Linked DNA regions of Zea mays: all the other regions are linked to region 2. Evidence: chromatin contacts called from public Hi-C data. All regions are on one chromosome and are shown on one strand. Each heading gives the region's core, a stretch centred on a gene start, on an enhancer-like site or on the middle of the called end of the contact. The rest is flanking DNA. Distances are from core to core; before and after follow the strand shown. Region 1 holds the start of LOC100286018. Region 2 holds the start of LOC100147731 (O-methyltransferase BX7). Region 3 holds the start of LOC100272643. Region 4 holds the start of LOC103652912 (probable WRKY transcription factor 24).

Region 1 (5,808 bases), core at 826-3,325, 340 kb after region 2:
TTGACAATGTTCCAGTTCCTGTCCTGTCATTTTTCTGAGCACCGAACCTTATAATATCTTCAACAAGATTGAGATATTGATACTCCTCATGGCGGTCATATACTATCTTGGGGAGAAAAGAGAAATTCTCTATTTCAAATTTGTCATTCTTGGTATCAATCTCAGTTGATTCCTTGCCATTTGACTCATGAGTTTCTGCCACTGACTTTCTAACACGAACAAAAGTCACAAAAGAATGCCTAATGTTGCTCTCTACCACTGGGAAAGATGAATACCATGGCTGGAACACTGAAAAGTCAACTGGAGGGATGAAAGTATCACACTCAATGCTTGACTGAATATCAGTCAGATGGATAGCCTCACATGCAGGTCCATTCAAATATTCTCTACATAAAAATATTGCAGAAGGGTGAATAGCATTGCGACACAGTTACGTGCAGCAACAGCATACATGTATAATATGTTGTTTCAAAAGGTACTAATAACTCACCTCAGTACCTGCCCACCTCCTATGACAAAAACTTTCTCAATTGATAAGCAGTATGGAGTTGATGCTAGCAGCTCTAAGGCAGACTTCATACTTCCACATATAACAACATTCTCTACTGTTGCAAAATCAAAACTACCAGATCGAGTAAGTATGACATTCAAACGACCAGGCAGTGGCCTTGACTTAACAGGAATGCTCTCCCATGTTTTCCTTCCCATTATAACTGCATTCTTTTTGGCAGGATCAGTTGTAGTTAGTGTAAGTTCTTTGAAGAATTTAAGATCACCAAGAAGCTTCCATGGCATGACCCCACCCTTGCCAATGCCCATGTCACGAGTGGCAGCCACAACAACCTGATAGTTCCTCTGAGGACCACTCTGTGAATCACCACTGGCTGGAGCTGCAGCCAGTGCCATCAGACAGGACTGACTAAAGTGGTATGGTCTTGATTTGATGCTCAGATCCAGAAATTGAAGTCTTCTAAATTGAGAAGTAGGTGAGCAAGCTATGCTGGAAAATATTGCAACCTGCATTTGAGGGAGCATTATATAAGCTAGCATTTTGATTAACCATTAAAAATAAAGTATACAGAAATATAATCATAATTGAACAACAAAGACCTCAGGGTGTCCCAGTGTTCAATACAACCAACTGTATGCAGATAAATTAAACTACAATGGCTGGAGTACTTCTAAGAGTTCAATAAAAGAAGCTGTATTCATTATGTTTTCTAAAACTCTACTATTTTTCTTTAGAAAAGAAGCGGTACATAACAGAACTCTCACAAGCCTGACAGTTTCTATAGAGCAAGAATGTAGTAAGTTCCTAGTGCGACTTGTTCAACAAAGTACAGTCTACAACTTCTGTTGAGGCAAGAAACTGCATTTTGTTAGAACTCAAAAGCATTTAGATGCAAAATGCTACCACAATATATTCCGCTAGTAGTGTATACTTTGCATGCACGCCGAGAAAACCTAGAGATGTACGCTCCAGCTCTGAGCACCTCTGCAACTAACATCTGGACCAAGAACTACAAATAACAGGGTTCCAAAAAACGCATTAAGCGCACGCTTGAGCGCTAAGCGGATGGGTAACACTTCGTTTGGGGCATAAGCGCTACCAAAGCGGCGCGGCCGCCTTGGGGGAGCAGAGCCTGCTGGCTCCCGCTACCCGCCGGCCGCAAGCAGCGCAATGCAGCCGCCGGGGCCGGGCGCCGTCGACGTTCGACCGAGGCGATAGGGGAGCGGGAGGCGCGCACGCAGAATCGGCCGGTGAGCAGAGGAACGGAGCGAGGGCGCAAGGCGATTGGAGAGAGGGAGCCGCTGAGTCTGGGACTGCCCCGCCGTTGCTGAGAGCCCGAGCCTGAGCGCCACCGCAGTCGCCTGCCTGCGTGCCGAGCGCGAGTCGGGGAGGGAGCGGAAGTTGCAGCGTCGGCGTTGCGAGGAAGATGAAGAAACGGCGGCGGCTGTCGGGCTGTGTGCCTTCGCTGGAGCAGTTAACGGGCTGATTGGTTCTCCGGCCCGACCCCGAGCCAGGCTCGTGGATGCAGCCCACGTTTGATCAGTTTCATGGGTCGCTCCCCGGTCTGGGCCGACGGATACAAACCCCCTTCTCTAGCAATCATCCGCATCTCCCAGCGCCTGGCTCGGCACGAGCGATGAGCCGATGACGATCGCGGTCTTATCCTGCCGGGCCGCTGCTCCCACCAAAAAAAACTAGGGTTACCGCCCCTCTTTTGCGGTTGGGTTGATAGTGCACTGGTGAAATCAAGGGTTAGGGATGATACATGATAGTGAATAAGGTATAAACTCCAATAGTTCTTAAAAAGGAGATTGTTAAAATCATGTTTAGCAAGTTGATAAATAGCTATTAAAGTAAAAATTAGTTTGGTCTCTAATAGTTGTTCATATTTAGGTAGTAGTTCGATTTTGAATCTAGCTTTGACTGTACTGGTCTCGGACTTGACTGACGGTAAAGTCGAGAGCAGAGGATATCGAGGATAAATGAGGAAAGGCTGACATGACACGTGAAAGAGTGGTGGTCGAATAGGGTCATGTTATTTTATAACTTCGTATAGGGTCGTTAATATAGAATTAACTCATATCTAGAAAGTTCAAACATGCTTGAATACTATAACTTCGGTTGAATATATGGATACATAATTTGTGTGAAGAATTGTTATAAAAACTTTGTATGTACTTGCATCATTATATGATATGATTGTAATCTTCTATTGCTTTGCGTTGCACTTAAAGTGCCATAACTAAAAAAAAAGGCCAAACCCAAGCGTACCCCGTATTTTCTCCCTTCCCCACTCTAAGGCGCGATGGCCCCTAGATCGGATCACGCCGGCGGCAGCGCCGCCGCTCCGGTGGCCACGCAGGCCCACTTCGACTCCATGGATCCCCTCTTCCACGTCCTCCGCGTGCTACCATTCTCCTTCCTTCGGCCGCCGCGCACCCGCCTGAGGCTGCCGTCGAACCTGGCGCTTCCCTCACCCATGACCGTCTTCTCCCTCATCCTACTCACCTACTTCGCGGTCGTCTCCGGCCTCGTCTACGACGTCATCGTTGAGCCCCCCGGCATCGGCAGCGCCCAGGACCCCGGCACCGGCGCCGTCCGCCCAGTCGTCTTCCTCCCAGGGCGCGTCAACGGCCAGTACATCATCGAGGGGCTCTCCTCCGGGTTCATGTTCGTCCTTGGCGGCGTTGGCATCATCCTCCTCGACCTTGCGGTCGACCGCACCAGGCCCCGGAGCCTCCGCGCCTCGTTTGGAAGCGCCGGCGCAGTCGCCGTTCTCATCGCCTACGCCATGGCCATGCTCTTCCTCCGCATCAAGATCCCCGGCTACCTTTGGTGAGGCTGATAAAATCTTGCCTGTTAACTAGACCAGATCCGTTGCAAGATCTCGCTACATCTAAATAGATCTGCGTGCTGTGGAGCGTGGACTAGCTTACTCCTCTTTTAGTTATGTCAATTAATGTTACATCGCACCATGTGCTGTATAATATCTACTCAGAGTTGCTAGGCGAGGATATCATTATGCAATGGTAGTAGACAAAGTTCTTAGTATTGAGTTTCATGGCTTGTGTGGAACCACACTATTTATATCAACATGGTGTAGTTGATTATATCAATATAATTTGTCATTTTGTACTCCCTCCGTTCTTTTTTATTTCTCGTGTTTTAGTTCAAAAATGAACTAGCGGGCGACAAATATTTGAGAACGGAGGTAGTATTAAGTAACATTCCCTGTATCTCCATTGGCCATTGGATTTTCTTGGACATATTGGTGTGATTGGAAGAATGTCGGGATGTAGTTCCAGATTGTCTGAACGTGAGATGTATTTTGTTGATATATAGATTTTATATCTGTTTGCCAACAAGGGTATTGGATCCTATATTGTTTTTTTACAAAAAAATGAACATTTGTTTTCATGATATGTTGATACATCAGTAACTTTGAGCTCTTCTTGATTTGCATAACATGTTGTAAGTTAAGTAAATTATTATTGGAAAAGTACTGTTTTGGTGTTTCCTTTGAAGACTAGGTTGGATCCCATTGAACACACGTCTGTATCTGTGGCACCAGATAGGTCAGGCCTCTAAGATAATAAGGGGATTAATGCCCTTTCTTGCCTGATCATCAAGCCCATTGTATGTGCTTGCCCCCAGTCATCGAAGTCGACATCTGCAGGCTGAGGAGATAAGTCCTGTAAGCCGACCCTACGAGGATATAAAACCACACGGCGAGAGAGAACACAAGAAACCAGCAAGTGGTTAATTGTTTCTTCAGCCTGATCACACAGCGGCATGGTTCAGGGTGAGGCAGCCCCTTTTTGCCAGGCAGTCTGCTGTCCAACACCTATTATGTGCAATCAACCACATGAAAAATTTTCATTTGTTAGGTGCCCAACCCTTCTGAATCCTCTCCCATGGTCTGAAATGAATAGCACCAATGAAGAAATCCTCATATGCAGACTTTGTGGAGTAACTTCCTGAAGCTGCCAGATATGAGTCCTCTCTCTCTGTCTAGTTGCACTACCACCTCCGAGATGGAAAAAATTGCTATTTTAGCCCTTCTAACGTGGGCTCTCTGCTATTATATATCTTTCTGTCTATGACTTTGGGACCATTTGTGTCTATGATTTGTGGGCATGTGGCTAAAATAGAGAAGTCTATAACTGAGAGTGACAAAATAGCTAATCAAACTTAGGTAATCAGGTAGAGCATAGCCTGAAATTTGTTCCCGCAGATAATCGAACTTAGAACCCGAGAAATGCTACTCAGATTATCTAACCAACTTAGGTAGAGCATAGTTTTTAAAGCGGTATGGAGGCAGTCAGGTAGAGCATAGTTTTTAAAGCGGTATGGTGAGACAAGACGTTGGCTCGCCGCTGGACACCTAGGCGAGGTAGGCGACCAAGGCGCCTAAGCGTCGTACCACCTCATGGACACCTTTAAAACAGAGAGCTAGAGACCCTTTCGCAATTGCTCCCATTATTATAGTATAAAGGGTTCTAGATGATCTCTTGCCGTTGTGCCTGGCTACTAGAATAAGGCTCTCTGGTACAATATTTTGTTTGGCTTGTAAAATCTTATGAATTACGTTAATACCCTGTTTGGATGTAGTTATTGGAGCACAGAACTGGGAATTGGAATTAGGTTTCCTAAATTATGTTGTTTGGTTACATGTGGAATTAAGGTTTTGGAAACAGAGACACAATTCCCTGGAATTGAACTATAACTAAAAACCTCATCTTCCAATACAAGCCTCACCCCTCGGTATTGCGTGGAAGTAGATCGTATAATTCCAAACTCCAATTCAGTGACATCCAAACAAAAGAATTTGAATTACACTCATTTCAATACCATGCTTGATTTGGTATTTAATCCAATTCAATTCCATCTTCTTCAATGTCAACATCTAAACTGAGTATAAAGACTGGCTAATTCCAGAAAAAACTCATGTATTTGGGGAATTGGTTCGTGTTACCAAATTTGGACAGTGCAATGTTGGATGTCTTCTTTCCATCCAAAGATGGATGTTGACATTACTCCTCCGTGAGTATGCCCTTTCTAATTTCTACGGATATGTAACCTGTTTTAAAAAATTGGTGTTAGGTAAAATGCTATCAAAAAATGTTTTTACTGCCAAAAAACGCTCAGCTGCAAGGATATTAGGAGATATTTCATCAAAGACACATCTATTTCGGTGGTTCCAAAGAATCCAGGCACCTAAGGTAGTGAATGCTTATCTTCCACGTCAGACTGCAGCACAAAGTCTGAAATCAGATTCCAGAGATGGAGATAGTCCA
Region 2 (5,623 bases), core at 2,323-4,822:
AAAACCCGTTTTTACGTTTTTCGGAAAATATTTTTACTGACGGTTTTATTACATCGACCGCGAGTGGAAATCGATTTTCACTAGTGGTTCTCGGTTACCTGCCTATAAAAAAGATTATTTCTACTGAGCCCTAGTACTAGTGGTTTTGAAAAATGCTAGTGCAATAGCTTTACAACCGCCACTATAGACCTTTTGTATACTAGTGCCCACCGACCTGCGCCCAATGTTGCCACCCTGCCTAGCACACGATGTCGTGCCCCTGCGCCAGCCTCCACCGCCCCACATCTGCCTAACCTACGCCCGACTTCGTCGACTCATGCCCGTTGTTACCTCCCTGCCCAGCACCTACCGTCGTGGCCTCATGCGGTCGCTCCTCCTCAGTCAGGCTATTTAGTCATCAGTTTTTATAATTTTTCATAGCTATGAGTTGTTTACGTATTATTTCTATGTACACTGATGATGTGTTCATACAAATGGCTGCACGAGAGTATTATGGGTATTTGCCTTATACATCAAAAAAAATATAGGAGGTCTGTTTTGCCAAACGATATGTTTTAAAAATGCACTAGCTCATGTAGAGGAGCTGCTCCTATAGATGAGCTAGCTAGAGCCGAAATCATTTCCAGATGAGCCGGAGTCCACAAACAAATCTCTACTATACTTAAAGCACTAGTTTCAACGGTCGTCCCGCGTCATCTTTTTACAAAAAGTCACTATATTTCTTCGAAATCAACTCAGTGTAAAATATTAAAAAGCGGTGCATCAGGTCGGGTATGTTAAAAAGCGGTGCAGGAGGTGGGGTTTGAACCCACACCCTGTGATGGAAGAAGGGTGGAAGACACTTGACGAAGTTGTCTAACCAGTAGAACGTCATAATCAAGTGTTTATAATATTGAATATAAAATGTACATATGTATATATATATATATATATGATTTTTTTTGTAAAATAAAAAATAATCGTGTCGGACCGGGCCAGCACTACGGACCGAGGCTACGACCCAAGCACCGCATGACGCTTGTGCTTGGTTTGGCCTAGGCACTATTAAATGGGTCGTGCCTCGGGCCTACTCGCCAGACACGGCCTATTTGGCCATCTATACCTCCGCACGATAATGATAGTCCTCGCCTGAGTTGCCACCACCACGTTCTTCATTCTACTTCTTTTCTCTCTCCCCTCATGCCTCCACCTCCGCGCCACCCCATTCTCGGCAGAGGGCATAGGAGCAGGCGTCTCCTCCCCGTATTCGTACAACACCAGCCCCGACATCGAATCGCGCAGTGGCTATTGCACGTCCACGAGGACGTTTCACATCATGCTCGTACCATCGTTTTCACCATTGTCGGACGTCCCGTTCGTCTTCCCGGCCTTCGCGCTGTTCTTCCTCCCCAGCCTGCTGCTCACGGTCGCAGCCGCGAGTCGACCGACGCTCATCGACGCGGGTACGGGGCAAGTCGGTCATGCTTCTGGCCTTTCTCCGTGCGTGCCGTCGAGGAGGACATGGTGGCGCCTGCCACTCTTAGGTTATCTTAGTGATGAGGAGTCCAAGTCTGAGATATTGGACAACTAAGACCCGTAGCGTAGCATCAGTCGACATATGCTATGTAGTTGGTGGTGGTGTTGTGTCACTTCGGCGGGTCCAGGGCTGGGAAGACACTCGCATTCTCTCGCCCTTCTCAGACTGACGCCTGGTGGGGGTGCCTCTTGGTTTGGAGCTGCTCCGGCTGGGCTTCTTTCTTCGCTTGCGTGCTCTCTCCCTATATATCTAGCAGTATACTACCTATGTCGCCTCCAGATGCTCAGATTTTCGTTGTGTCCTTCTCCGGCAACGAGCAGGTATGCGCGCCTCTTCCCTTCCCCTCCTGTTCTACGAAACCTTGGAAGTGAGGGAGGCGAGTGATGAGGGTCTTGCGTTCATAAAAAATATCATGCGAAGAGTGGAGACAACCAATAAAAAATCTTGAGATCTTTTTGGTGGATAGTTTATGTGGATATTGTTGTGAGCCGTCGCAATGCACGGGTAACCGACTAGTCCTCACTAATGTTCAGGTCGTCGGAAACTGGTAATACTCAGCGTCCCATGTCCGTGGATTTTATGTTCATTTTACAAAAAGAGACACTACTACATCATTAGCGAGACGAAAAAGAAATATTAAAATAGAGACACGGGTAGATGCTTTTGTAATATTCTGATATATTGGCTTAAAACCCTATCTTAGAAGAAATATATTAGGTACCGTTTGTTTCTCGTTGGAATTGAATTTCATTTTAATAATTATAATTTAGACAAAACTAATTAAGTTCATATATTTATATATGTAATATATTTGTATATTATCTTAAATCATATGAGAGATAGTTATATACTACATTCATGTTATAACGAAGCAAGTAGAAGAGTGTGCTATAAGTTGTACATCGGAAAAATAGCATGTAAATCTATATAATCAATTTTCATCTCTCACCCCATGAATTTGAGATAGGCTTATATGGTAACTTTGAAAAGTGGTGGAATGTCACATTCTAAAAAAACATATTCCAATAGTAAAATTCCAAATCCTCAAAATGAAAGGAAACAAACGGGACCTTAGAGATGTGGCTCAAGAAAACACATCTGTGGTATATATAGGGTAGTGAGCCATCCACACGATGTATTGAAAAAATGTCCAACTTTAATTAGATAATAATAAAGGGTTCATATGGACCCGAGAAAGTCATTAACTCTGATAACTCAACGCAAGTGTACCCGTTCATGTCTGTCTACTGTTAGCCACATCTCTGGTCTCCTCGTCAAACTCCGTATCTGTACCACCCCAGCGCCGCCACTGACATTCTGTTACCGCCGCCACAACCGTCGCCAAAAATTAAATATGTCATCGTGTCCCTGGATTATATTCCATGACAACAATAAAAAATCCAGCTTTCCTTTATATATTATCATGCAAATAAAGTGATAGGAGTGGTTAGCCGAGTCAGGCACCTTGCAGAGCATCGCCCGAGACACCCTCGTTCGAGTCGGAAATGCGCGGCTTATTTTGGGTTGGACTCAAACGATCTATGACTACGTTTACCACACAGGATTGGCCTCGAACGAGTCGTGACTTAAGTCCCTCGTGTCTTGATAAGGTTCAGAGCGTCTTTGCTTATGACCTCTTCTTATTCAAGCGTATAAACACACCTCATATATAGAAGAAGAGGAAAAAAAATATCTATCACATGAAGCTTTTTCTGCTGACATCATTGATGAACTCAGCTGACAACACTGAATATGCAGTGATGCAAGCATATGTGCAAGCTGTCGGGACTAGATCAAGTGGCCGCTCAGCATATTACATTATTATATATATAATAAATTAATAACCCCTGGACCGATCGAATAGATCGCCACCTCCCTCCCGTCCTCCCCTGTAGAAGATGCTCTTCATCATGCATGCTTTACCAACCCATTCTGTTTCATCCCTGGATCGATATTTACCGCGGCAAATTCTTTTTTCCCGCTCCTGGCGTACCTACCGTACCCCTGCTATGCTAACGCTAGTGTATATATAATGCTGAATGTATATGGGAAGAGTGTCATCAATCAAATACTCAGACAACCATGGGGCACCAGGCGCAGCACGGCACGGACGACACCGAGGAGCTGCTTGCAGCCCACCGGCAGCTGTGGTGCCATGCCCTGGGCTACGTCAAGTCCATGGCGCTCAAGTGCGCCCTGGACCTGCGCATCCCCGACACCATCGACCGCTGCGGCGGGAGCGCCACCCTGGGCGAGCTGCTCGCCGCAAGCGAGATCCCGGCGTCCAACCACGACTACCTCCGACGGGTCATGCGCACGCTGACAGCCATGCGCATCTTCGCGGTCAGCCACGACGACCCCGCCAAGGCCGACGACGCGGCCGCCATCTCTTACCAGCTCACCCCGGCGTCCCGGCTGCTCGTCAGCAGCAGCAGCAGCAGCGTCGACGCCGCCGCCGCCGGCGCCGGCGCCTCGAAGGAGAACACTACTACCCCGAGCATCCTCCCCAACATCGCCCACCTGGTCCGCCCCAACACCATCTCCCTGCTGTTCAGCATGGGCGAGTGGATGAAGGACGAGAGCGCGGCGTCCGTGTCGCTGTACGAGACGGTGCACCGGCAGGGGATGTGGGCGTGCGTGGAGGACGACGCGGCCAACAGGGCCAGCTTCTACGAGAGCATGGACGCCGACACCCGGCTCGTGATGCAGGCCGTGGTCCGCCGGTGCCCGCACGTGTTCGACGGCATCAAGTCGCTCGTCGACGTCGGCGGCGGCCGCGGCACCGCCGCCGCCGCCGTCGTCGCCGCCTTCCCGCACATCCAGAGGTGCACCGTCATGGACCTCCCCCACGTCGTCGCCGAGGCTCCCGCCGGCACCGCCGGCCTGTCCTTCCACGGCGGCGACATGTTCGAGCACATCCCGTCGGCTGACGCACTCATGCTCAAGGTATGTGTGTATGTATGTATGTATACATCATCGTGTATACTATTACTCCATATAATATATACTGATAAACAGTTGTATATATATATATGATGCTGCAGTGGATCCTGCACGACTGGGATGAGGACAAGTGCATCAAGATAATGGAGCGCTGCAAGGAAGCGATCGGTGGCAAGGAAGCAGGGGGGAAGGTGATAATAATAGACACGGTGCTCGGATCTCGGGCAGACGACGACGACGACGACAAGACGTGCAGGGAGACGTATGTGTTGGATCTCCACATACTGAGCTTCGTGAACGGGGCGGAGCGGGAGGAGCACGAGTGGAGGAGGATCTTCCTGGCGGCTGGGTTCCGTGACTACAAGATCACGCACACCCGAGGCATCCCGTCCATCATCGAGGTCTTCCCGTGATGATCATGGATCGAGAGTCGATCATATATGCATGTTTGTACGTGTTTGTGTCATAATAAATCGATCGATCATGTTGTTTACCCTTTTTATTTCGGTATCTAGTTGCATCTGTGGGCGGGCTAAAATAAATCACGGCCGGCCGGGCTTCATCAAGCCCATGTATCCAGCTGTGTGTAATAATGCAATGGAAAACGAACCAAAAAGAATGCTTCCATTCCAGCAGCTCTCTCTCGCGTCCGCGTGCATGTCATGTGTGAGTGTGACTCCAGCTGAAACATTTTGCTTGGCTCTCGGAGGACGGAAACATAAATGATATCTGTTTGTAGCTAGCTCGCTGCTCGCCTCGGGACTCGGGTCGGGTGATGCATGCAGCTCACGGACGACGCACAAGCCAACCAATCAATGCCTGAGTAAAGCCTGTCCTGCGAACACATGCAAACAACAACAAAAAAAGCTGCCTGCGCGCGGCCAACCTGTCTGCGTTCAGCTCGTGCCCTGTCTGGTTTCTTGTCAGGGTGACAAGCAAGGAGATCTAAATTTTACACTGCTATGGGTATGTTTGGTTGCCTGACCCAGGGCACAACCAGGCCCATTTGAAACAACGTCTCAATGTTTGGTTTCGTGGCCCAGCGCACGAGCCTGTCTCAAGCGAGCGCACAACCAGGCCCATTTCGAACGCGGAAAAGTTGCTTCGCAAGTGAGCCTGGCTACTCGCAGCCGCCGCGGCTCTAGGGTTTTCTCCTCTCGCCAC
Region 3 (5,334 bases), core at 2,252-4,751, 450 kb after region 2:
GATCATGGTCCCTAGGGATGGCAAAACTCCCCGTCGGGGAAGGGCCCATGAAGATTCGACCCGTTCGGGGTGGGTATGGAGATGATTTCTCCCCCGCAGGGCTAAACGGGGTGGGGACGAGGAATGGGTTTCGGGGAACAAGGCGGGGATGTGGGGCTAGCCCTAGCCCCACCCACCCCGTTGCCATCCCGAGTGGTCCCCCATCGCCTTCCCATCCCTTGTCCTTCTAACTCTGTCCCTACAATATATGCAACACCTCCTACCAATATAGACCCATCACAGAACTATATTTGTAGCAAAAGATGTAGAACAACTAACACTGTATCAGATCCATCTTGGTGAGCAAGTAAACCTCTGCCATGACATGCACCACACTGGGTCATCTGATTTGCTTTATAAAACCCGTGAGCCTGACCAGCATTGCATGTAGGGCATGGTTTCTCTCCACGACCCTCACAATCTGTCAAAAAAAATAAACAACTAATAGCTACCATGTTAAAATTAAAATGACTATAAATACATAGCAACAAAATTATGAAGAAGGTACTTTCTAAGGTGCAATGTGAAAAAAGGACACTTAGCTAGGTGTCCCTAACTTAAAAACAATGTTAAGATTAGTAGCATGCATATGTTCTTATGGCCTGTTGGTGGCAAAAGATAGCACAATATCAGCAAGTAGGGGTATGGCCGAATGCACCCATGTTAGTTATTATGGCATCATATGTGAGGACATGAACTGAAAGGTATTTCCATCATAGGAACATTCAAAATGCAGGAACAGATGCTGTAAGCCTACATAAGCAAATTAAGTTGCTATATGAATGCATTTAATATATTAAAGGAAAAGTAAGGTTAGTGCCACTGTGTTAATTACGTTGTCTGATATTTTCCATTGCCCTTTTTGTAATATTGAGACTCATGCTGTTCATTAATGCCACTGCTGATCAAATTTAGTGGCAAAACTTGTTACAGTCTTGCCATGGGTGTGATAGTGGTGTACACATAATAACAGGTTTTACACATTAGTGTCATGAATCCAAATATTACGAAAGCAATGTCAAATATCATAACCATAATTAAAATAGTGGTACAAATCTAATTCTCTCATTAAAGGAAAATCAGAGGGCACTGAAAGAAAAATACACAGTACCTGAGCACTTTTCAATAATATCTGAATGTGGAATCTTGACAGTCACTTCTTTCTCTGGTACAAAAAGTACAGGAAACTTAGACCTCAAATCAAGTTCCCACAATCCAGGCAAAGGACCTTTTTCTCTTCCATCTATATTCCCACTTTCAAAGGGCTCCTTTTTTGTAATAATGTATCTTTCCTCGATGAAGGTTTCCAAGGTGCCAACATAGACATTGCAGTCCTCAATGGAGGTAATTTTCCATGTGCGGGCAGGGTGACTTCCCCAACAGCATCGATGTCCAATATGGTCAATGAGTAGCTGTCGGATCTCCACCTCATCCAGTACATCCCTATCAGTAGATCGAACCATTCCATTGTCAGCATAGAACAACAGTCATACCAACAAAAAGACAGAATCACAGGACAGAAGGGGAGGGAAAATGATACGCAGGGAAGCAACAGTGCACTTGTTTTCAAATGGGAAAAATATGGTATTTAATCTATTTAAGCTTGGTGCAAAACGGGTAACTCCTGTTCTTGACACCATTTAACAGTTTTGGCCTTAAGATACTCCATCAAGCCAACTGATAATGGGAGTTCCCTGGAGCCTTAGTCTTCTTTTATCAAGACATCATCCTTCAACTGTATGCCCAATTATTCCTACTCTATTCACTACTTGCTGTATACATGAATTTGCTAGAAGTCTGGTCCTCGAATTCGATTATTATCAGTTAATTTAGGTCAGTTATTACCAAATTTCTTTCAAATATAACAAATTGACCTTTTAGCTTCTGTCATTTAAGTCCTGGTGCAAGTTATACATAAATGTGTTAGCTTGTTACTTATGGGTTATCTGAATGTTAACAGGAGACGTAAAACTAGAACATCTGAACTACTAGTGTTTCAAATGTTTCATGATTTCTAATCATTATGGAATTCACAGGTGTACTGAGGTGCGGTCAGAGACCTTTTCCTGAGTCCTCTAAGCAGTTGTGAATGAAAAAAATGATTTTCATATAAAATTTAGATAATCAAGGAATATTCCATCTCTATGGAAGTTTGTAGCTCATCAAAGATCATACACTTACGGTTTATCTTAAAAGAGAATATTTTGTGCAATCAATCATGCAATCAAGTGATCTGGTGCATCTAATCAAAATCGAATGGTGGTTGCTATTGCTATTTTAGGTGGAATGAGTTAAATGTAAAATAGGTACTCCTTCCGTTCTTTTTTATTTGTCGCGGTTTAGTTAAAAAATGAACTAGCGGGCGACCAATATTCGAGAACGGAGGTAGTACTATGTTTCAAGTGAAGGAGTTAAGTGTCCTCCATTGTTACTAGAGGATTATCTACTTAAGTCTTCATTGCAGCCAATACTAATAGCATACATGATGTCTCATTTATCATCATTTTACAAAATGGCATATTTGCAGAGCTCATGGATAATCCAGTTACATCAGACATCTACCATCAAAAAATGAATTGAAGGATAATAGGATTACTGATATGTTGAGTGATCATACTCATTATGAAAAATGAGAAAAAGTTAAGCATCCTCAATGATAGCTTAGTTTGGCACTTCTGAGCTACGAACATATTTCAACTAAAAGGCAGAAACAGCATATGACGAACTAGCATTTCGACTGAAAAAAAAAACTCACCTCCCGACGCTCTCAGAAGGTTGGTAACTGCCACCATACGGATATGGCCCTTGAGGAACAATCGCCAACCCTTCTGCAGATGCAACCCACAACCCAGCACCAGCAGTTTCAACAAGACAACAACTCCTTCAGTTGGTGAAAAATCGGAAGGGAAAAAGGACGATTATGTGGAGGCCGGTGGGGGAGAAGCAGAGCACCGACGGCGGCAAATTACCATTTGGATGGGGAGACGGTGGGGCATGAGATGGGGACGGGGAGAGCATGGCGCTATGAATGGACGGCGGGTAAGCATAGGCGTTGTCGCCGTTGGGAGGTGGGCCCTGGAACGTGTGGAAGCCAGCGGCGGACCTGACCTCGTCGGCGCTCACCTCAGGCCCTTCCCAGCCCCCGCCACCGCCGCGCAGCACTGAAGAGGTGCTCCGGCCCAGGAACTGGTACTGTTGCTGCTGCGGGTCCGCCGCGGCTGCAGAAATGAGGTCCCACAGATGAGCTGATGACGGGATGGGATCGGGAGCAGATGATTTGAACGCCCGCGTCGGTGTTGACGACGGTGGCGGCGAATGGAGCGGAATCTACCTGGCGGGGTGGAGGAGAGGAGGGGGCGGCGTTGCTCCTCGCCGTCGCGCTCCTCCTCGACACCCATGGATCCAGGGACTGTGTTTGGTCGGGGGAGGACAGGGCCGGGATTACCGAGTCCAAAGACTCCGCTGCGCAAAAGGGCACAAGTGCACCGCGCGCCATCTGGTGAGTGGGTGTTAAATACTGAAGCAGCTTGCGATGGAGTCGTTGCGAAGGAAGCGAACTGTCAGGACCAAAACGAACGGAAAACCGACAGAAAGTACCTCTACCATTTCCTTTTTTTTTTAGGAAAATAGAAAGGAACCGGCAAGCCCGTCAGGCCGGAGCCAGAAACGGTTCGAAAATGAAAAGAGAAGGGCGTGAATAGCAAACTAGCGTGAGAATATGTTTAAATGCAAGACGACATTACACAATAAAGTTGAGCATTTGGTTTAAATAGTACTCCCGGTCCTAAGGCCATGTTTGGTTTCAATTAATCCTAGGCCTAAACTTTAGTTCCTACATGTTTGGTTCTAGGTTCTAGGCACTAAACAGATTCTAAAGTCATTAAATACAATGTCCAAAGACTTAAATGTCCTTAGAATATACTCATAATATTAGTTATCCATAAAAAAAGTAAGGGCAACATGATAATTATGAGCTTTTAGTCTCTTTTAGCACCTATGTGAAAGACTAAAAACTAAATCATTTTAGTATATATTTTAGTCCTAGTGTTTGGCAAAAAAGAGACTAAATGGGACTAAAAACTAGAGACTAATCTTTAGTCCCTCTAACCAAACACCCCCTAAAATATATTTTTCTAGACTTCATTTTCATCTTCAGGAGTAATGAAATGAACACCGTACTCCTGCTGATGCCATTCATTCAGATCAGCTGGATAGTTAGGCACTAGAGTATTGTATTAGCGAGGAGGCATGTTTAAACCCATGTGTGCTGCAAACTACCTCAAGTTGTCATTATGCTTTTGAGCCTTGCGACGCTGCTATGCAGTGTCAACGACGTGGCTGCGATAAATAGCGAACAACCCAGCAATACCTCAAGCTAGGCGCAACAAAGGACTAGGCCTCCTTCCGTGATCCCTACGTCGACCGCCGCGGTCCATCGGACCAGAAGCGATAGCAGCACAAGAGGAGGACTCATCGAGGGGAGGCTAAGGGGGTGGCTCATCGGAGGAAGCTAGATCGCTAGAGCCAGCTGGAGCCCGCTTTGACCCGCTGAAAGGAAAATGTGTCCTTATACCATTTCTATAATGTTTTGGTGATTAAGTGTTCAACACATAGTGAGTGAGTTGTTATGTGCTAAACAAATAAGAAGTGCAAATCATATAACAAGGTATGTTTCTAGACTTAGGGCCTGTTTGGCATGGCTCCAGAGCAAAACTCCAAGGAGGAGCTGACCAGAGTATGCCAAACACTCTAACTCCAGAGTTGTAAACTCTATGGAGTTTTTGGAGCTACAGTACAATTTTTTGGAGTACCTCTTTTGCTGCTCTGAAAACTCCAAAAAAGCAACCTAGTCATGGAGTTTTGAGTTATTTACCCGCCATTGCCACTGGTTATGAGAAACAATCTAAACTCTGGAGCAGAGCTGCTCCACCCAGAGTTTTAGAGTAGAGCTGCTCTGGGGTGGAGCAGAGCCATGCCAAACACACCCTTAGTAATTGGTTTTATTCAGTCAAACAACAACTCTGGTCAGGTGCACCGGACTGTCCGGTGGTGCACCAGACAGTGTCCGATGCGCCAGGCTGGTCTCCGATGAAAAGTGCTGCTCTCGGGAATCGACTGCGGCGTACGACTAAAAATCACCGGACTGTCCGGTGAACCAACGGTCGCCAGCGCCAACGGTCGGTCGTGCAATCTTCGCGCGACACGTGGTCACGCCAACGGTCGGCAGGGGCACCGGACTGTCCGGTGTGCACCAGACTGTCCGGTGTGCACCAGACAGTGTCCGGTGCGCCAACG
Region 4 (5,068 bases), core at 2,170-4,669, 370 kb before region 2:
TTATGATTTTGGCACATAGCTAGGCAGAGGTTGACCACCAGAGACGGCATCACTAAAAGCTAGAAACCACCAGTGAATTAATTTTGAGCATCAAATAGGGTACCGGTAGACAAAAAAATAATAATAATTTGATAATAAGTTCACCTGGCAAATTCTTCTTATGATATATTATATTACCTTCAAATTTTTTGGGCACATAATCTGATAATAATACATATATTTCCCCGGCTAGTACCATTTTTTAGCTGTGCCTCTTGTTACTGTGTCAATTTAGTTAGGACTTTTGTTCGGTTACATACGTATAGATCAAATAGAATTAAGAGGGATTTAATTTTCTCTAATCCCCTTCGCAACCGAACAAGCTTTTAGATGGATGAAAATGTTTAGCAGTGGCTAGATATCTATGAAAGTAAATTTGCTAAGGCAGATCGAGGCCATTGTTTCTGACAAATTCTCTTCCATGTAAACGCATATGTGATCAATCAAGAAGTACACACAAGCTTTCCTAGCCCAATATAATGAGGGGTGGTATCACATTTTCCATTGAAATGCCATCTAATAACATGCATCTTTTAAATTTGTGGCGGTGTATATATCGGTCTCTATCCATGGCCTACAATTACAAATTAAAATAAACAAAAAGAAGACCAAGGAGAGAAAAAGAACCACTGCGTGAGTAATATTACCTGCACTTAGCTATCTAATCACGCTTATTGATCTCTTAAAAATCTAAGACTTAATGTACAAACTAATGAAATGTATGTATTTTCCTGCTTAATTAATTAGTTTGCATGGTCCGCCGATGCTTGAATTGAAGTGATTTAATTTGGACGGTTTCAGTGAAACATGTTGTGGCTACTACTGCTGAAGGTTGATCCCATGCCGGAGTAGATCTGCATCTGGGTGAGTATGTGCTCGAAGTTGTCATTAGACTTCTCAATGGGGTGTGTGTGGGTGCCCTCGTATGTGGTCACCACCACGCCCTCATCCCTTGACAGCCGCTGCACCTGCTTCTTCACGTTGCACCCTTGGTGAGTGCATCTGTAGTAGCTTCTGCATCCACATGCGTGCGAAAAGAATGAGTTCATTCTGGGTGCATGAATCAGGAAAGTGATAACAAAACGAAGTGAAAAAACGTGCAGAAAGAGATATATGCCTGTATATATATGCACAAACGGGTGGACACAAGTTAAACATGTTTATTTGGTTTATTATGTGTATGGATCTAACTTCTGTACTGTTGCTTGACTAATTAAGTATGTCAACCTATATAGGTGGATAAGCATGCACTCATTTCTCAGTAAGAAGAATTTATAATATCTGCAATTTCATGTTGTGGTGAGGTTCAATATATAGAAAAAATAATGTACTGTTTAATTGCTACTCCTTAACTGGTCTTGTTTTCATTATGTCGTTGCACGTAGAAATAAGCTACAGGAAATGTGTTATTGTCATGCCTAATTACTCTGTAAATATGTAAAGAAAAGGGATCACATTTTTGTTTACAAAATGTATATCATCAGTATTGATCTGTGTGATATTATGCCGTTCCAATGTATTTCTATTCTTCCTATAGGAATTTAGCTAGATGGAAATAGAAAGACTCGATCTGAGGGTTCCTATGTGTAGAGATAAATACCTCAGTGATAGTTATTTTCCTTATTGTTTCATTAAAAGAACGCCAAATTTTAGAATTTTCAGTATATATATATTTCCTTCCCCCAAATTCATACCACGACGTATCATTATTGCTACTTTGGCATAATACAGCAGGCTTATGTCTTACCAGTGAAAAATGCTAAATGCATGTCTCCATAGTTGCATTAAATGCATGGCCAGTTTTAATCTTATCTATGTTCAATCCACAGCCAATAGAAGTGATGAATAACAATTTTAGAAGTGTAATACTATATGCGCATACATCAAATTTTGTTCATGAGGTAACTGTAAATATGGTCGTTCTCTCAGTTAGTAGCATGCATCCCATCTGTTAAGGGCCGCATGAATAAACTCTTGGCCATTTCTCTTTACTCGGTATTGTTAGCTGTTTTTTTTCTACATGGAGTTCACTGAGTCTAATTTTTTTTGAAGTGTTTAAAATGTTGAAGCACCTCCAGCCATGCTCAAACTGTGAACTTTATGACCGTCAAATGGAGAGAGAAAAAAACCACTTGTATTCTCCGAGGCATGTAAAGACAGCGACGGAGGAATCAGCTCGAGCTACAGCCTACAGCTGACGAAGAAGCAATATCGATAAATATCCAAAGAGCAAAAGATTAATAGAATATATGCTGCGGTTAATAAACCGGTGGGTGGACGAAATAACTCCCGGTCAAAATCGATCGCCATCGGACCCTATTTATTTATTGAATGATCGACGCCCACACCCAGCGAAAACATGTGAAACCAGGAGTTGTTTTCATCTAGAAGATGAAGATGAAGATGGGAGGAGATGTGTCCTTATCCTATGTGCAGGCAAAGCAACCACTAGCAGAGCTTGGAAGATTCACTGGGACTCCGTCCCATCACCTCACCTACTTTCTGCGGCCGAACCCCTACTAATGACACCAACAACGAATCATGCACCGGATTAGACCAGTAATAATCGAAATAATAAATATAATCCCCAAGCAGCTAGCATCGGAAAAATGAAAACCGCAGGCCGATCGATCGATATGATCGGCCACAGAAATGGATCGGCGAGCATAGTATAGCAGTCGTCGTTGAAAACCATGCATGAAAAAACATTTTGACTGTACTGAATTGCGCACGGCCGTATACGAACCTTGGGAACTTGTTGTTCTTGACGGCCTTCTGGCCGTACTTCCGCCACCGGTAGCCGTCGTCGAGGATGTCGACCTGGCTGCGCGTCTGGAAGGCGAACCGAGGCCGGCGCTCCTTCTTCTCCCCCTTCCTCTTGCCCGCCTGCAGCCTGCCGTCCACCTCGGCTGCTGCTGGTGGCGTCCCCGCCGCGGGTTCTTCCCCGCGGCCGATACCTGCGGCTGGAGGAGGGCTGCTAGCTGCTGCGCCACTGTCCTTGGAGGAGGTGTTGGACGGCTCCGCGAAGAAGGAAGAGGACGACGGTACGCCGCCGGCATGCCCGCTGTGCTGGCCGCCGCCTCTATCGTGATCGCGCAGGCCGCCGCCGCCGCCGCTGGTGCTGCCGGCAGTGGGCAGCATGAAGTTGTAGGAGTTGGAGGTGGCGGCAGAGGACGGCTGCGTGGACGGCCGTCCGAAGAGCATGTGATAATTCTCCATGGCTCAGAGCCGCTCTGCTGGCTAGTTGCGCGGCCGGGAGCGGAATCTGGAGAGCTTGTGAGGGAGGGGAGGCTGAAAGAGTTTTACAAGTTACAACCAGGGTTATATAGAGGGGTTAATTAGTATAATGGTAATGCTAACGTGCTGCCATACTTTATTTCTGGCTCAAATCCTTCACTTTGACCGGCCCGTAGACTAGTAATGGCGGCTTCCGATCCTGTGCTACACATTCCACACAAATCAGACGCATGCGTCATGAGAGAGCGACTTGTGTGTATAGGGATGGCAATGGGCCGGGTGAAGAAAATACCTGCCCACAATCCCACCCGTGAAGTTTACCTGAACCCGTCTGCGATTACACATGTGGGGCAATTCCAAACCCGCATCGAACTCGTCGGATTTCGGGACAACCGTGAGGTTTTACTCGGTGTATACTTTTGAACAACAATTCAGCTATAAACAATTAAGTACCAGCAATAATTGAGTTATATCTATGAATTTTAAGCCTTCTCACGTTGAGCAACAACAAAACATATAATGAATTATTAGCCAGTTACTTAATCAACATAATTACTATTGTAACTTAATTATTTTTGCACAAAATAAAGAATTAACCAAATTTCGGGTAGGGTACGGCCGTATGGGTCACCCGTGGGTTGAAATAGAAACTCGCACCCACACCCGTACAACTTCGGGTCGGGTACGGGTTGCACCCGTGGGTCAAAATCTTTGTCCGTATCCTCACCCATCATGTCGGGTACCTGTTGGTTTTCGGGTTTACGAGTTAAATTGTCGTCCCTATATGTGTAAGAGCAAGTTTAATAATATCGTCTTGTGCTGTATGTAAAGATTTTTGTAGCCAACATCTTAGGGTATGTTTGGATCCATAGTGCTAAACTTTAGTACTATAATTTTGATTAAATTTTAGCACTTGGAGATCCAAAGAAGAGTGCTAAAAGGTGATAAAAATGGAGTGCTAAACTTTAGCACCTATTAACATTTTATCTTTCCATTTGATAGGGCTAAGCTTTAGCACACCCTGCTAAATTTTAGCCCATGTAATCCAACAAGCCTTTAGTCCATCCATATATTAGTTACCTCTTCATTATTAATGCATGATCTACTTATCTCTCTCACAATAATTTTTTTTTTGGTTCTTGCGTCTAAGTCGGCTGTAATAAACTTACAGTCCATTTCTATTCTCACTTATCCACTTTAGGGCTTGTTCTATTTCTATTCTCACTTATCCACTTTAGGGCTTGTTCTGTTATTCCAGTTGGATGGATTTTGACTTGTTATGGATTTAAACCGATTCAATATCATCCAATCTACATGAATTAATGGTGAAATGAACAAGCCCTTAGCATTTAGCCTGTTTACGACCTCTTAATTAATATACTTGCTCTAAGCGAGAGAGATCCATGTTCTAGCTAGCTAGGTCCCAGAAGAAGAGACTAGTAGCTAACCAGGAAAGAGAGACAGATCAGATGGGCAGTATAGGCTGGGAGAGTTTGCCTTCCCTTCCTCTCTCCGTGTTTGGTTGACGTGAACGGCACGGAGCTAGTCTAGCTAGCGATGAGCTAGCTATGCACAGCCAATGTAATAACGCAGGTCGAGGGCTTTGCATGCGGTCCATGCAGACGGCGGGCGCCGCGCCTGGCCTGGGCGAGGTTTATTTGGTTGGACGAGGACGAGGAACAGTGGCGGGCGTAGGAAAGTGCCTGCAGCCGGCAGCAACCTCTCTAGGTCTCGGTGGTGGTGGCTTGCTTGCCCGTGTGCATGCATGTGAGCATGTCCCCGATTCGCACGA

The links. A called contact is a pair of places that touch in the nucleus more often than the background predicts.
Region 1: a Hi-C map of leaf shows a contact between it and region 2, with 5 times the contacts expected there. The contact joins the promoter of LOC100286018 here to the promoter of LOC100147731 in region 2. A contact is called at or near these places in 10 of 25 Hi-C or Micro-C datasets (bundle sheath, ear, endosperm and 4 more) and 1 of 3 datasets of contacts at active chromatin or transcription factors (leaf).
Region 3: a contact with region 2 is called in a Hi-C map of ear, with 2.1 times the contacts expected there. The contact joins the promoter of LOC100272643 here to the promoter of LOC100147731 in region 2. A contact is called at or near these places in 2 of 25 Hi-C or Micro-C datasets (ear and leaf).
Region 4: a Hi-C map of leaf shows a contact between it and region 2, with 5 times the contacts expected there. The contact joins the promoter of LOC103652912 here to the promoter of LOC100147731 in region 2. A contact is called at or near these places in 3 of 25 Hi-C or Micro-C datasets (bundle sheath, endosperm and leaf).

What each region holds. Positions count from the first base shown.
Region 1 is chr4:20,267,627-20,273,434 of Zm-B73-REFERENCE-NAM-5.0, forward strand. It overlaps LOC100286018, which reads right to left and starts at 2,076. Exons shown (of 12, transcript NM_001402555.1): 1 at 1,443-2,076; 2 at 491-1,017; 3 at 1-386. The coding sequence starts at 1,508. LOC103652917 (oligosaccharyltransferase complex subunit ostc) reads left to right here and starts at 2,705. Exons shown (of 1, transcript XM_008679910.4): 1 at 2,705-3,815. The coding sequence starts at 2,817. The coding sequence ends at 3,350.
Region 2 is chr4:19,925,173-19,930,795 of Zm-B73-REFERENCE-NAM-5.0, forward strand. LOC100147731 (O-methyltransferase BX7) reads left to right here and starts at 3,573. Exons shown (of 2, transcript NM_001127247.2): 1 at 3,573-4,462; 2 at 4,561-5,091. The coding sequence starts at 3,599. The coding sequence ends at 4,872.
Region 3 is chr4:20,377,548-20,382,881 of Zm-B73-REFERENCE-NAM-5.0, forward strand. It overlaps LOC100272643, which reads right to left and starts at 3,502. Exons shown (of 7, transcript NM_001147102.1): 1 at 3,371-3,502; 2 at 3,009-3,257; 3 at 2,795-2,867; 4 at 1,151-1,482; 5 at 319-460. The coding sequence starts at 3,437.
Region 4 is chr4:19,555,814-19,560,881 of Zm-B73-REFERENCE-NAM-5.0, forward strand. LOC103652912 (probable WRKY transcription factor 24) reads right to left here and starts at 3,420. Exons shown (of 2, transcript XM_008679904.4): 1 at 2,786-3,420; 2 at 441-1,053. The coding sequence starts at 3,258. The coding sequence ends at 837.